2 separate regions of the Mus musculus genome follow, and region 1 is linked to region 2. Evidence: chromatin contacts called from public HiChIP or PLAC-seq data. All regions are on one chromosome and are shown on one strand. Each heading gives the region's core, a stretch centred on a gene start, on an enhancer-like site or on the middle of the called end of the contact. The rest is flanking DNA. Distances are from core to core; before and after follow the strand shown.

The links. HiChIP or PLAC-seq counts read pairs in DNA pulled down with a chosen protein or histone mark.
Region 1: a contact with region 2 is called in an H3K27ac HiChIP or PLAC-seq map of embryonic stem cells, with 4 times the contacts expected there. The contact joins the enhancer-like site here to the promoter of Amacr in region 2. A contact is called at or near these places in 2 of 115 datasets of contacts at active chromatin or transcription factors (bone marrow-derived macrophages and embryonic stem cells) and 1 of 9 other capture datasets (adipose tissue).

Annotation. Positions count from the first base shown.
Region 1 is chr15:10,632,122-10,637,288 of GRCm38.p6, reverse strand. Rai14 (retinoic acid induced 14) reads left to right here. Exons shown (of 18, transcript NM_001166408.1): 3 at 4,023-4,153. Among named protein-coding and RNA genes, the nearest start is that of Gm10389, 34 kb to the right of the region's middle. Within about 2 kb of position 2,913, at least 47 of the 459 cell types and tissues checked have an H3K27ac peak or open chromatin away from gene starts, as enhancers often do. A contact at or near this core is called in embryonic stem cells, where this site is marked.
Region 2 is chr15:10,980,175-10,985,214 of GRCm38.p6, reverse strand. Amacr (alpha-methylacyl-CoA racemase) reads right to left here and starts at 3,459. Exons shown (of 5, transcript NM_008537.4): 1 at 3,162-3,459; 2 at 1,722-1,865; 3 at 369-529. The coding sequence starts at 3,405. It overlaps Gm34315 (a long non-coding RNA gene), which reads left to right and starts at 3,582. Exons shown (of 3, transcript XR_383838.4): 1 at 3,582-3,663.

The DNA.
Region 1 (5,167 bases), core at 1,664-4,163, 350 kb after region 2:
TGTCCAGGAAGCTTTCTCTGGGGTCCCTTAAAATGTGATTTCCAAGGAACCTAGTAGAAAGTTTGCATTAAGGCGTTACCTGGCTCTCTATCCATAATGGACTGTCAGATTGTAGCTGTACAAGTAGATGCTTGTTGTAGATGTTAAAAGATTTATGGAGTATTAGCTAACCAGGAACAGGGCAGAACATCGAGTTCAAGAGTAATAAGCTCAGAGTGATGGTGTAGACCCATTGCCCCAGCCAGTGCACAGGCTGGTGGGGGAGGAACACGAGGTTAAGGCTGCCCTGGATACAGACCAAGGGCAAGACTGGCCTGATCAGCTCAGTGAGACTCTCTGAAAGTACATGCATGTTTTCTGTGTGTGTGCATGAATCTGCCAGCTTCATCACTGTGTGGGTTTATGAATCTTGCAGAAGATTAAGAGCCAGGTTTTGGCAGCAGGTTTGTCTTCATAGTAGACATAAAAGAAATAGGTGGGAAAGTGTCCACCCACACATACTGGATCCAGTGTCAACTTAAACAGGCTCTGACCCATACTGTGTTCTGTATATGGGAGAGAGAAAAGGAGAAGTGTGATTTATTAATTACCTATAGAGAAATATATGTGAATACCTTACATATATACATATCTATAGATCTATCTATATAGGTATGTAGTTATATAGGTATATAATTATACCTACCTATAGATCTACTTATACAGGTATAGTCTTATATAGGTAGATCTATAGATATAGATAAATCTATATAGGTATGTAGTTATATAGGTAAATAGTTATACCTACCTATGCCTATAGATCTACTTATATAGATATAGAGTTATATAGGTAGATCTATAGTGATCAGGTAGCTACCAAGTGAGTGTCTGCAGAGCCACTAGCCAGGTTGCAGAACAGCCTGGGGCCTCTGTGTATTCCCACACATCCACTTCTCACCCTAGCTCCTAACCACCATCCTGACTTTTACCCCATTTCTGCACAGGGCAGTTCCATGGCTCCCGAATTTCTCTTTACATGCACATAATCATACGAGGTGGGGCTTTGCGTGTTGAACTTGACTTCGCTCAGCCTTTGTTTCTGATAACCAACCGTCCGTGATGTTCACTCCGGTTGCCTTGAGCCTCCCCTTGTTGACTGTACTGTAATAACCTTTTTGGATATGGGGCCATTTATAAATTTGTCTCTTTTGAGCGGTTCTGTTAACATTCTGCAGTAGATCTGATGGACGCATTGATCACGCATCCCTGAGTGAAGGCCTACTGTTCGCTGAGCTTTTGTGGGAGGTAACATAGCAGCGCTTGAATGGAGAATTTCTCTCATTTTCCTATTCCATTCCTATTAAGGAATTCCTTGTGGAGGACGAAATTGCTTCAAATTCTCTAGCCAGCCTTGACATAAGATTCTGACTGTCCCTGAATGGGATCGGTGAGAGTAGTTGTTGGACCTAAACAATTCCTGGGAACCACCTTAAATGCTGGGCCAGAATCTTTAGAATGGAACCAGCAGTCGACAGACTCAACCAGCACCTGGGTGGTTCTCATGAGGGAGACACTGGGCTCACCTCGAGTGAATTTATGAGGTTTGGCATCTTAGTCATGAAGAAATTTGGGGAAAGTATACACAATTAAAAATCTTGGAAAGCCGGCCTTCTTGTGGAAAAGCTAAGGAAGTCGGATTCATCCAGGCCGTAAATGTATTTTTAAAAAGACCGAAACATGATTTAATTGTTTGCAAGAGAATGAAAGAATTTTATTATGACAGCGCAAACATTTGCTAAGTCAAGAGAGATTTAGATTAGTCAGGAGGGGGCGCATACTGAGCGTTCCGCAGGCTCCAGGGATGTAAGAAACAAAGGCTGCAGCTCAGAGTCTTCAGGGAACAAGCCAGACACCCCCTCCCCAGCCAAAGCAGGATGCCATACTTCATCTCGTCTAGACAGTAGGCCTCAGTGAGCTGAGTAGGTGGCCCCAGAGGACACAGCAGAGCAGAGATGCAGAGAGAGAGGTCAGCGGGAAGGTCCTGAGAGCCTGCGGGGCCCTGGTCAGCTTTAGAAGTTGGCCTGCATGTAAGTGGTGGTTGACAGGAGTGTTCTAAAGCAGGGGCTTCCGTTGTTTTTCTTGTAATTTCCAGTAAGAAGGACTTGTGACCGGAGCCCCGTGTGCGCCTTTAACACTAAGCCAGGCATTGGATCTGTTAAACCTGAGTGCCTGCCTGCTGCTGTCTCTTCTGTTAATGGTGGAGGGACAGAAGATTTAGGGTCATAGCTCGGGATTAGCTTCTAGATTGCTAAGGGCAATGGCCTCAGGATGCTTCTCACGCATGCCCCATGCTGTGCCTGGCGGAGGGAGAGTATGGAGGCACCTATGAATAAGGAGGGGCTTCCTGAGCAAGATGAACTGTAGAAAAAAGTCAGGGGCACTTTTCCAGCTCTGCCTTCCAGTTTGCTCTGAATGCTTCCTCCATTCAAACTTTTCTTTTTAAAGATTTATTTATTTATTATATATAAGTACACTGTATAGCTGTCTTCAGACACACCAGAAGAGGGCATCAGATCTCACCACAGATGGCTGTGAGCCACCATGTGGTTGCTGGGACCTGAACTCAGGACCTGTGGAAGAGCAGTCAGTGCTCCCAGCTGCTGAGCCATCTCCCCAGCGCCATTCAAACTCTTAAGCTCCCTGCTGTGTGTGAGCCATGTCCCCCTGCCCACCATGCGCCCCATGTGCAGCACTTACAGACTGAATGCTGTTGCAGATTATTGAACATTCACCTTGGAGAATCCATCTTCTCTTTGCTTCATTTGCTCAAAGAGGCTCAGAGAGCCAAGATCAGGGTCCCTTCAGCCCTCAGGCAAGTGCCCTTGCTGTATAGGAAGGGGCCCTTTCTTGCCACGTCTTCCCCAGAGGTCCGCCTGGAACTGATTTAGGAAACCCTCACCATCAGGTTTTTCACTGGAGCAGCAGCAGCGGACAGGAAATCCTTTCATGTGGCCTTGCCCAGCTTAAGTGCTTTCAGTCCCATTAAAGATTTCACATTCTTCTGACCGGCCCTATCTAGTTTTAGTTTAGCCGGTTTAGGTTAGGGAAGGATTTTACAGGACCATACTTTTCCATCTCAAGATTATATAGCTAGAGGTCACTGACCCTAAGTGTACTTTAGTGAAGCATTTTCTTGTTTATAAAATGAACTCTGGGAGAAAGCCACCGCTCTGTGTTTCTTAGCCTGTGCTGCAGTTAAGTGACACAAGACTTAGGCTGGTAACGAACACTGGTGTCCTCACCACGAGCTGTTGTCTTCGATTCGATGGGGAGCTTGGGTTGTAGTCGAGGTGACACCTCATTCTGCGTTTGTTAGTAAACTGTTGCAGCAGGAAGGGGAGGACCATTGCTCAGACAAACTTAAATAAAAATATAATAGGAAGTGATCATACCGGGTTGTGCTTTTCCATGCGGGACTTAATACTGGTTCCTCAAAGTTGTAGGAATTCAGCTCCTCAATTGCACTGACTGTTTGATGTGCACTAAGTTGGTCAGAGACACTTTTTGTGGATAGAGTCAGTAGTCTGAACAGCTCAGAGAATTGAGGCCTGGTATACAGGCCAAAAGGAAGAACTCATGTTTAAGCCCTTGGTAACCTTGAACTGTCGGCCAGTTTGGTTTGGTTTCACCGTGCCCTTGAGTGAACTGTGCACTAGGTCAAAGGCCTGCGTTCTCAGGCACCGTTCTCAGGCACCAGCTGTCAAGGTTAGCTAGCCATTAGCTAATGAGTAAGCTGACCCCATAGTCCTACATTGCTTCATCTTCTGAAGGGTACCTGAAGGAAGTGACCCTTTGTTGGAGTTTGCTGATGGCTGGTATTTCATTCAACTGTGGATGCTTTCTTTGGGAAAGCTAGCCTTCTTGGTTGTTCCCACGGTGAAGTGGAAGGCGGTTTTGAAAGCTGCTTGCTTTGAGCAGGGTTTGATGCTGGCCATGGCTGCTGTTGCTCATCCCTCTACCTCTCTCTACCTTTTGCCCCACAGACAAACGAGTGGAACAAGAATGATGACCGTCTGCTGCAGGCTGTGGAGAACGGAGATGCTGAGAAGGTGGCCTCACTGCTGGGCAAGAAAGGGGCCAGCGCCACGAAGCATGACAGCGAGGGCAAGACCGCGTAAGAGAGAATAATACTGGCTTGTTAAGGGTGGGGAGCATGTCTGTGGTAGTGTGTCTGCTGCTCTGGGCTCCATCGCCAACACTGTAAGAAACAAAAACCAAACCCCGAAATGCTGACTTATTCATCAAGGGGAGTTTGACCAATGCTTTGGGGGCCTTCAAAAAAAAAAAAAAAAACAACTAGTGCTGACTTCTTCCTAACCCCATGCGAAAACGTGTCTGGGTCTGTTTCCTTTCCCATCCAACTCCAAATTATACGTTGAACTTTCCCCTCGTGGCCATTAGCTGTTCCTGGAAACAACCAACCAACAATTGCACCAGAGAACAAATAGCACCAGGGTTGCGAGCGGTTGGCAGATGGGAAATAAATTCTCCCCTAGATAAGGAACAGCACAGCTTTCAAACCTTACTGCTTGTAATTCAGTAAGCCACCCTTTAGCAGAGGTCGTGGTTGTGTGAGAGCTATAGGAAGATTTTTGCTTTGTGTTTGTATGCCTCAAATTCCTGCTTACCAGAGGGGGCGCGGTATTGAGATTAGTAATGTTGGAGCCACCTCCATGAGGCCTCTCATGTGGCCATTATAATACTTATGACCTCCTAATCCTTGAGCCTTACTTTGTTTCATTCTTGTTAAGACAAGGACTCACTGTACTCCTCCTGGCTATCCCAGAACTCAACTATGTTGACCATACTGGCCTTGAACTCACAGATATGTGCCTCCCTCTGAATCCCAGTTGCTGGGACTAATGGTGTGTGCCACTGAGCCTCATGGTGATTCCTGACTGAGCCTCACTTTGGGTGTCCTCAGGAGAAGCGGCTTGTGTGCCAGTAGCGTCTGTCGCCAGAGATTCCAGCAGCTCTGAAAAGAAGTGTAGGTGTGGGGTTGTTATTGGTTGGCTTCTCCAGTTGGTGGCTGGGACACTTTTCTGAGAACTTCCAGAAATACTACATTTATTGCGGAGCTGGCCAACATGGCGCGATGCCTGCTGTTCACTAAGTCCTGGTCCATGGC
Region 2 (5,040 bases), core at 2,210-4,709:
GCCATAGGTAAAGGAGGATACTGACTCTCCAACCTTGTCCTCTGACCTCCAGATACATTCTTACACACTCACACTAAATAAATAAGGTTTAAAGCACCCCATAGGTGGCTTCAATATGGCATTCTGATGCATACAAAAGGGTGAGGCTATTTTAAAGCAAAGGACCTCTTGCCAGACATGTTGGCATTTATCTTTAATCCCTACATTCAGGAAGCAGAGGGAGGGGGGGCTTCCTGAGGTCCAGGACAGCCAGACCTACCCAGAAAGACCCAGTCTCTCTCACTCAGAAAGATTTGAGGCAGTCACACGTGATACTGAGGCACAAATGGCAAACCTAGCATCCCGCTCTGCCCCCAACTGATACTCACCATGCTTGAATCGATGACCTGCCCTCGGCCAGAGCGTGTGCGTTCAAAGAGAGCCAGCACAATGCCCAGTGTGCACATGAGGCCTCCACCGCCAAAGTCAGCCAGGAGATTCAGCGGTGGGTAGGGGTTCTCACCGCTTCTGCCAATCTTTGACAGAACGCCTGCACCATGGACAACAAATTGAACGCCCCTTTTAAGTGAACACAAGAATACCTTAGCAGGACAGCCGATTTTTATAGTCACTGCCCTAAGTGAAAACGGTGCACAATGCTCTTCAAACTATGAATCCACTGAGTCCACTTACAAAGCGTCCTCTTACATAAAAGCAAGCAAGCAAACAAACAAACAAAAAGATTTTAAAAAACCATCCCAACCGACATTTTCAATATTTTATTAAAGTCTTCACTAACTAAGTTTTAAAGAAGACATATTACTACCCATTTTTTCCTGGCTCTAAAACAGTATAATTCATTTTGAATTTTATTAAAAAGAGATATAAGAATATAATCATACCCAAAAAGGAACAGGAATTAAGTTTTGAAAATATGTGGAAAGCCCATTTTATACTTTGGACAGTCAGGAAGGTTTATATTCAACCTTTCAATATCTTCTTACAGAGAGTAGATTTGCTTTCATCAGTAACATGCAGTTCTTATACATAATAGAGCCAGGCTATTTGAAAACCCGTCCTCACGGATGCAGATTCTAACGAAGTGATAGCGAGACCTGAAAACCATGGGCTTTGAGCCGGGTTCACAGATGTCTGGAATGATGGCTCCAAGTGATTCGTGGTGAAGGAATGTCAGAATCAAACTGAATCAACTTTCCCACTAAGTAGAGTGACCAGCCATCATATTACCTTGCCTCTCACTCCTAGTCGGGGCTTCCTTAAAACTGACTTCCCAATTGTAGGAAACCAGTGCTACTACTGATTATTAGCCCTCAAATGGGTTAGGGTGGGGACAGAGCTTAAGGACAGCAGTTCTAGCAAATCAACCCGTTTTAACAACCACGTTCTCTCTGCCAGATGCATTAACATCTTCACATTTTTAAATTCGTGTTAATCAAGGCTGGGGCTAGAAAGAGAGCTCAGTGGTTGAGAATATGTACTGTTCTTCCAGAGGACCCAAGTTCGATTCCCAGCACCCACCTAGAAGGGTTTGCAACCTACCATGGTCCTGCTCCAGGTGATCCAGGACCCTCTCACCAGCATACATACTCACATGCATATAACCACATACACACATAATGAAAAATAATTAAATGTTTAAAAAACCCTTGTTAAGCAATGTAACTGTACTTCCTGATTTTGGAGCCAGTTCAAATTATTTTAGAAAAGCCTTTCAAACCTACCTGATAAAGCCAAATAGTTGATGTCATGGCCAGCTACTTTGGAGAAAATTCCCGATTGGCCAAATCCGCTCAGCCTGGCATAGATGAGCTTTGGATTGTCCTGCAGTAGAGTCTCTGGCCCAAGCTGGAGTTTCTCCATGACACCTTTAGAGGAAAGCAATCAATTGTTTTGTGGTTGTTGTTTTTGTTTGCTCCTGGGACAAGGACTGAGGTGCATATATCACATATCAAAATAGACCTGGCTCCAGGTCCTCCTCGCAGCACCCCTCAGTTCCTTCCTGGCATATGCTCCAGCCCCCAACCCTGAACTTTCCATCCCAGACCTGGGCTGCTCTTCCCCAAGAGGCTCTTCTCTATACAATCCAGACATTTTAAGCTCCCCATTCCTCCTCTTCCTCTTCCTCCCCCCCCCCCTATGACCTTTCTTTCTCTCTCCTTCCCTATCCTTCCTTTCCCCATGGACACTTCCCTGGTCCTTAGGGCCAGTGAACTGCTAGAGAGGAGCTTCCCAATAAACCTGCCTTTAATATAATCTAATCTGGCTTGAACTGGCTCGTTTCACACGCAGAAAAATAACCCTAACCTATCAGTTTTGTTTTTAAAGAGAGCACGAATCAAAGATGGGAATAATTCCTTTTACGGGGCAAACCAAAAACACACTCTTGCAAGTGATACTAACAGTGTTTGTTGTGATTTTGGTGAAAGTTGTCAGAATTAAGAGTCAACTGAAGAAACTAATCACACTGACCCACCCTCATCTTCAATTGGAGCATTTTTACATTGTGACATAATCTTAAATGTTACAGTACTGTCCTCAGATATGCTTGTGAGAACTAAAAGAGTTAAATATAAATATGCCTAGACACCCACTCCCGTCCCACTTATTGTCAAATTTACTGTCGTCCTGGTATCTACCAGGCAATATTAGTAAGGGGCTGGTTGGAATGGATTCTCTGAGCTAATACAGAAGGAATGCCTTCAGATTTGGTTCAGGGTTTGTGACAGTTGCAAATACCAATGTACAGTCGGATGGAGGTGCATGCCACCAAGCATGCAAGTGCTCAAAACTGATACTGTTAACAAATTGGTCGTTTGTCTACAGAGCACTAAAACAATGTTTTCATATGGCCCAAAGTAAATGAGGTGATCTTGAAGCTGGAACTTGGAAATACCAGCAATTAGAGAAAGGTTAACCATGGTCTGTGAATGGCTTTAGAGCATGGGTATATCACATATCAAAGGGTCAATGACTCTATTCCTATGTGAAGCTTTTCAGTCTATCTCTTGCACTAGATTCTCGTACGGTTCAATACCTCCAAATAATAAAGGCAAATCTGGGGGGGGGGGAATCAAGCAAATTAAAAGTCTTAAGAAGGAGTCAGAGAAGCTGGGAGAAATCGGGCAGGAGGGAATGTCATCTCGCAGCACCGCAGGGCTCACCGCAGCGGAAGGGCTCCAGCAACACGTCCGCGCGTGCGCACATGCGCCGCAACACCGTGACTCCCTGAGAGCGCTTCAGGTCCAGCGCTAGCGAGCGCTTGCCTCGGGCCAGAAAATTCTCGCCCGTGGAGCCCAGCCGGTTCACGCGCACCACCTCGGCGCCGAAGTCCGCCAGGACCATTCCGCAGAACGGCCCCGGGGCCAGGCCTGCCAGCTCCACAACCCTGACGCCACGCAGCACCATGGCCAGCCTTAGGGTGAGAGCGGAGCGGCTCGGCGCCCGAGCCACAGTTTATCTGCCCCGCCCCCTGCACCCCGCCTCGCCCCGCCCCGTCCGGGAAGGCTGCGCGCTTGCGCACTTCCTGCCCACCCTAGCATTGGATCAGTTGGTTTAGCTGCTCAACTTTGGTTTAGGTCATGAGTTGTGTCCTTGACCCCATGTTGTGCGAGTCCTCTTCGGACACTTTCATCGAGCCACCTGAATCGCTACCCTCACCCCCCAGTAAGTGATTAAAGGCACTCAACTCCTTAGATCAATGTAAGAAGGCAACCACTGGGTGTCTCCCTCGCCGCCCTGAAAACTAGTTGTCATCCTGCAACTGTTTGAAACCTCTCCTAGATGCCCATAGGGCCAGGGGTGTAGACCAGTTGCTAAATCCGTGCGCGGAGTCCAGCACCGCTTAAAACGCCGGTGTTGTGCACGCGGATAATCCCAGCATTTAGAAGAGTCTGGGATATCAGAATTATTCATCTCAGGTTAAATGGGAGAGTTTTAGAAGTCAGTTTGGTTTGTCAGCTGTCAGTTTTACGGACAGTTACAATTTTGAGTTAGAAACTTTTTTCAGCCTTTAAAATGCAACAAAATAATCACAAATATTCCATCCTCATTTACAGGTCCTTTTTCCCTTAGTAATGGGGGGAGCTTGCAGGTAGCCAGATGCAGCTCTAGGAAACTGAATAGAGCCAGACTTGAATGCTAGAAATCTCCCATACCCATTCTTAACAAGTGAGGAAGATAATAAAAGCAAAGGCGAAATGCTACATAGTTGTAGCCAAAACACTTTTAACCAGCTACTGAGTTTTAAGATATTTCAGGGAAAGGGGTCTGTGCTCTCTCAGAATGAGCAGCCTCGTGGTAAAGGCAGACAACTTCCACATGGTCCCTAATGCTCTCTGCTTGTCTGATGCTGTCTCAAGTGCCTACCCTTGCTCCAGCCTTGTTCTGTCCTATTATTTCCTTTGCATTTTGATAAACTGGAATGGAAAAATCTCATGGAAAGGTATGGCTGACTTCCACATGGAGACATTAACATTTTATCAGGGTTGCTGCCTTTCTATTTTTCTGAAAAAAAAAAAACAAACAAAAACAAAAAAACAGTGGTACAGATGTGGCTTGAATGACTTAAGCTTACATACAGGATCATGTACACATGAATCACAAGTCTTAGCCAGCATAATGTTTTACAAATCCTCCCAGAGTAGTGAGTTATCCAGAAGCCCCCCGCAAAGCAGACTGTGTGATAGGAGATCTCAACACTGCAGATCTTTTCTCTGGCCAAAATTCTCTTCTAAAAGCTAATCAGGGGAACAATCATATGAATTATGCATAGGCAATTGTGTCCAGATATTTTTAAAATGAGGGATATTCATGGTGCATTATTTGTAATAAAGCCTGGAATTTTTGGCATGTGGCACACAACTGTTATCCCAGCCCTTGGAGGGTGGAAGAAGAGCCATCAGGAATCCCAGGTCATCCTTGGCTATACAGCAATTTCAAAGCTAGCCTGGGCTACATGAGACCCTGTTCCAAATCAATAGCAACAACAACAATGACAACAACAATAACAAAATATATAGACGCAAACAAAAAACCTCCTAA